Linked DNA regions of Mus musculus: region 1 is linked to region 2. The links are chromatin contacts, called in public promoter capture Hi-C maps. All regions are on one chromosome and are shown on one strand. Each heading gives the region's core, a stretch centred on a gene start, on an enhancer-like site or on the middle of the called end of the contact. The rest is flanking DNA. Distances are from core to core; before and after follow the strand shown.

Evidence for each region. Promoter capture Hi-C pulls out the DNA fragments that hold promoters and counts their contacts.
Region 1: a contact with region 2 is called in a promoter capture Hi-C map of hippocampal neurons, with 2.4 times the contacts expected there. The contact joins the promoter of Tifa here to the promoter of Ank2 in region 2.

What each region holds. Positions count from the first base shown.
Region 1 is chr3:127,788,530-127,791,229 of GRCm38.p6, reverse strand. Tifa (TRAF-interacting protein with forkhead-associated domain) reads right to left here and starts at 1,358. Exons shown (of 3, transcript NM_145133.4): 1 at 1,059-1,358.
Region 2 is chr3:127,497,731-127,500,481 of GRCm38.p6, reverse strand. It overlaps Ank2 (ankyrin 2, brain), which reads left to right and starts at 1,367. Exons shown (of 48, transcript NM_001327938.1): 1 at 1,367-1,814. The coding sequence starts at 1,743.

The DNA.
Region 1 (2,700 bases), core at 109-2,608, 290 kb before region 2:
CGGCTCCCCTGGGTAGGGGTCACGCATGCCATCAAGGTTTCTCACGTTTTTAGAATTTGCTGTAAATGGAGGTTCCTCTGAGTCGATATGCTAGCGATTGTGATTACAAGAAGGGAGTTTTTATTTTTGCAAAAAAGCTTCTCTTCTTGACAAACACCCGACACCGAGCTGGCAGAAGGGGAAGAGAAACTTGGAAGAAACAAAAGATAATTTTACTCTCTTGCCCAACTCCCTCAGTTGCCATGGCCCCACCGGGTGTCTTAGAAGACATTTGTCCGCGAATTTTACACCAAAGCAGACCTGCACTGCCGACTCAGCAGCCTTTCTGGTTCCCAATCTTTCAGAGAGAGTGGGGGCAACCAAGTACGGAGAGGAGAGCGTCAGGCAAGCTCAGCGCTTTCCAGCGTTGGCGATTCTCGCTCTGCCCACCCTCCACTTCTTATCCCCACCCCGGCCCCACTCCCCTCCCTGGCCGCGGACCCCCCACGGAGCCTCTCCCAGCAACCGGATGCGAATCCTCTGGGAAAATTGGAAAATCCCGGATCACAACGACGCTGGGCTTTCCTGTGACCCGGCTACGGCCGGGAGGTGGGTCTGGAAGAGGCTTGTGCACTCCGGACTGGGATATTTCCCAAGTTCAATAACAGCATGTGACGGCGGGGGACCGGGATGTCGGCTAGTGAGCCAGAATGCACAAGCGGCATCCTTCTAGTTTCCGATTGGATGAAAAGTTTGCAAGAATAGGAGAGGAAAGACATACACACACACCGCTCCCCTCCCCCAGTATTGTTCGGTTCCTCCCTTATTTTATAAAGATCACGTATTTCATAAGCTTAAGATCGCGCTGGCTATATATTTTTTCAACCTTTCCTTAGTATATAGTGCAAGACTGCCTGTAAACCAAGCCAAGGAGAGAGAGAGCGAGAGCGAGGGAGAGGGAGAGGGAGGGAGGGAGGGAGGGAGGGAGAGAGAGAGAGAGAGAGAGAGAGAGAGAGAGAGAGAGAAGCAGGCAAGCGACAGTCCCCCACTCTCAAGCTAAACAGGTGACCAATAGGTACCTGGGGACTTGGAGGTCCGTGAGTCTTGCGGAGCCTTCTGGTGGAAGCCTGGGGATAGGGGTGGGGGTGGGGGACCGTCGCTGCCAGCGCCGTGGGAGCTCGAGGAATCCGCAGGTCGCTGGTCCTCCCACGCCACCGAGCCTCCCACGGGCGCGCCAAGAGCGGCCTCGCGCGAGTGACCTCGGCAAAGCCCTTGCCGGGAGGAAAGCCCCGCAGAGCCAGGCAAGAGGCTGCCGCCGCCGTCCAGCCCTTTTCCACAGGAAGCCCTGCCCCCTGTCGCCTCTCTGAGGTCTCCTGACTGACCGGGTTTGAGTCGCCGGGCACCCGGGGCGACCGCACCTTCTCCAACAAGAGGCAGCTCTAGATGGCATGTGACCCGGGAGCTGGGCTTTGAGAAGAAAGGAACTGGGTCGGTTCCAGATTAAGAGCTGCTGTGGGGTGGTGGACCAGCAGGCAGTTGGAGGACTCGTTGGGGACCCTAAGAATGTGCGCCTGATCTCGGGCCTTGGGAGGCAGTGGCTACTCTCTGCTCAACCCGAGGCGTGGGGAGCGGATGAGAGTCCAGCCAGACAGGATTGGAACCTTCCTCGGGATGCTGCCACCCTGCGCACAAGCCGTCCAGAAGCCTCCTCACCTGTCACTTCCGGCTAACCAACCTTTCTTCGCCCAACACCTAGTGCTGAGTGGTGACAGGGGCAACAGCCTCGTGAGGGTCTTTCAGAGGACCGACTGGATACCCGGACACTAATTTCCGAAGTTCAAGGAGGTTGGGATGGAAATACAGAAGGCAGCTGTGGAGAGAGGTAGGAGAGGGCTTCTATTTAGGGAGAAGAGCGATGGAGAGCAGAGCGAAGAGAACCAGAGTGACTGTAGAAGTTGCCAAGGATGTTCTAGTTGTCCGTTCCGTCGTCCCCTCTGCTTGGGAACCTGAATAGCAATTCCCACAGTCTTTCCATGGAAACTGTTTATTTGTCTGGACTCTGTCCTTAATGTCAGGGGAGGTAGGTCTTTTTCTGGGACAATAAAATGATGTGGCTTCTGCACTGTTGTCAGTCTACTGGAGGGCCTCCCCCCCCCCCCCAATTCTGCTGGGAAGCCTCGGCTGGGAAAGGACTTAAGTACATTTAAGTGAGGCAGATTCCAGTAAGGGATGTAATTTCGTTGGTTAATGATCAACGTTTATTATTCCTTCTTGGAAGAAGAGACAGCCACGGAATCTTCTTTCGATTGAGCTGTATCAAAGCAGGTACAAGATAAGACATTGCCAAGTGATTGTGCCAAATAAACCCAGGCAATAAAGTAACATAAAAATCGGAGTTTCTGCTCTCAGATCTCTTTCTTGTTAACGGTTTTCTTTTTAGACAAGGTTTTGTCATGTAGCTCAGGCTAGCTTCCAAGTCAAGACCCTTCTGCCTCCTGTGAATCCTAGCGTCATGATTGTGCTCCATCTGAACTCTTTAATCTTCAAAGCTGAGTTGAAGAACATGTGAAAAAAATGTGACGAATAAGGGAGTAATAAAGTGATGGACATGGTCAAAGTGCATTAACACAAGTAGAGAAATAACATAGAAACCTTCACTTTATACTATTAATATTTAAGTAGGGGCTATTAACAACACTGACAGAAGATACAGGTTAAAAT
Region 2 (2,751 bases), core at 118-2,617:
ACGACATTTCTCTTTCTAGATCTGTTTCAAGCTGTGCAGTGCACAGGTGCGAACATGCAGCCCGGTTTTATGCTGTGTGTATTAGAATGTTGAGCCATGATGGTGGTGTGAATGAGAAGAATAGAGAAAATGCAGATATGATTGAACTGTAAAAATCAATAAGATCTACAGATGATCAAATTTGGGACCCAAGAGCATCAATAATTAGTGATATTTCTGAGGATTTGTCCATCTGGGTTGCAGGACCATTTGTGTCTTCTCATGGTAACCAGCTTGTCCCCTAGTCCCTCTGTGCAAGGATGCTCTTGGCTCAGTCTAACCGTGCTGGGACTCCAGGCACGGACCATGGAGCTCGGCTCTCTTTTGTTAAAGCTGGAGATATATCCGTGTGGAGATTCATAGGAAATGGAAAATAAATGGCAGGAGAGAGGACAACTCGTCTCATGAAAGTCATTTTGCTAGATTTTATTTATTTATTTGTTTGTTTGTTTGTTTATACATGGTCCCATGTACCACAAGCTGGCCTCGAACTCACTGTAGAGCCAAAGATGACCTTGAACTTCTGATTTTTCCATCTCTGCCTCCCAAGTACTGGGACGGCAGACATGCACAGCCACGCCTAGTTTATCCATAGCTGGGGATCGCACCCAAGGCTTCATTCATAGCAAGCAAATATGTGATATACTGAGCTACATTCCAGCTCTTGCTGCTATTAAAAACAAACAAATGAAATTTCCATCTCAGTGGGACATCACTAAAGAGGTACTTGGATGGCGATTTTCCCTACTCCTGGTAGTTCCAGCTTTATTCCAGGGAAGCAGCAACGCAAAGTAGGCCAGCCATCCCGCAGCACGCATGACTTGTGCCACAGCCATTGCGCCGGTCTGCTAAACCTGGTCCTTTGGGTCCCAACTCTTTCAGGATCTATGCAAGTGTTCAGGGTACCTTAGAGAAAAGGCAGCCAAGTCATCACCGGGAAGAGTAGCTGGAAGGCTCTTTCTCATCAAGGAAAAGGTGGGGAAGAGGAAACGCCCAAAGCGTGAAAGATACACAGATTGTGACATTTCACCCTCCTCAGTTCACATTGGACAGGAGCTAAGGTCACAGAGGTATTCCACATTCTGGTCACTTCATATAAATGACTTGTTCCTCATTGGGAGGGAGTGGTTGGAAGGACAAAGAATGCGCTAGAGGTGGGTGGGTGGCTCGCCCACGCGGACAGGAGATCTGGCGTGTAGCGGGTGTGAGAGTGAATGGGAGCGGAGCGGGCCCGCGCGGGGCAGGGAGGAGCAGCAGCCGGGCCTCCCGGGGGACGTCTCCCGGGCTGCGGGAGCGCAGCCGAGCTTCTTATCCCCACCCACCTCGCGAGCTCCGGCAGGCAGTGGTGCATATAGACATATTTCTGGGAGCTGTCCATGAGCTCATCGCTCTCCCGGCGCGCGGCGAAGGAAGAAGCCCTCCTCTTTCTCCCCGCGCCACCAGCAGCAGTCGCTTAGCGCTTGTCGCCGGCCCAGCCCGCAGCCCACTCGGCGCACCATGGCCCCACGGCACCTCGCGCAGAGGTAGGTGGGCTCGGGCAGCAGGTCTCCACGGGCGATCGCGGCCAAGGCCGACCTTCTGCGGTCGCCTAGAAGCACGCGGGTCCCCGGGTGAGCCCGAACGCCGCAGGCCGGGAGCGGAAGAGACGAGGACACGCGGGACAGCCGGACTTGACCGAGGGAAGGAGTTCCGAGAGCGTGGACATGGCTTCTCCCACCTCCCCTGGCCCGGAGGGAGGGGCCTGCACCCCGCAGAACCCCCCGCGGATCCGTCAGGTGGGTGCTGGGTGCCGGGGGGGGGGTTGTCCCCCAGGTCCTCGCCTCCCCCAAGGACCGGGACATCGACTTCAGGGGACAGGGGCTGGCCCCACAGGGAACCCATTCATGCGAGCTTGTGCACTTCGCCTGGCCCAGGAGTATTCCTGAAACCTTTTTCAACGTCCACTTTGCACTCACGCCCCCTCAACCCCCCAACCCCCACGCGCGCGCCTTCCTAAACCAGGCGTGTAACTTCTGTCCGTACACACTCAGGCACACCCGCAAACTGATCTCTCTGCGCTGCAAGGAGGCACACACCCAGCTGTCACATGACCCACTGCAGAGCTATACCGTTAGAAGCCACTCAGGGTGCTAGGATGGGGCTGTAGCCCTGAATGGAGTTTTCTTAGGACCTTTGCCAGGGGTGGCTGCAAATGCTGGCTTCTCACCCACAGGAGAGAAGGGACTTCAACTTTCAACACGGCTACCCCAACAACTGCAGTCATGTAGTGGTAGGGAAGGTATTCATGCTCGCCCTGCATCGATACTCACAGTTTGCCCAGCCCTCCAGCACCGCAACAAGGGCTTGCCCACTTGTCTGGCTGTTTGAATAAGTCCTATTTTTCTGTCTATGTTATATATACTTTAATAATTTTAAAAGGGAGTAGTGGTCCTCCGGCATGGCGGCCCACGCACTACAGAGGCTGAGGCTGGAGAGTCCATGTGAGTTTGAGGTCAGCCTGGTCTGCCTAGGAAATCCCAGGACAACTGGGGCTACATAGTTAAGACCCTATCTCTAAAAATTAAGTGTGGTGGGGGCTGACGGGGTTGGGAGCGTGGTACTCCACTCCCTAGTGGTCTGAGATTTCATGGCTAGGCTTTCTGCACCTGCCACCATAGCCAGGACCTCCTCCTCACTTAGCTCTTAGGTCCTCACAGTGGAAGGTTGCCCTCC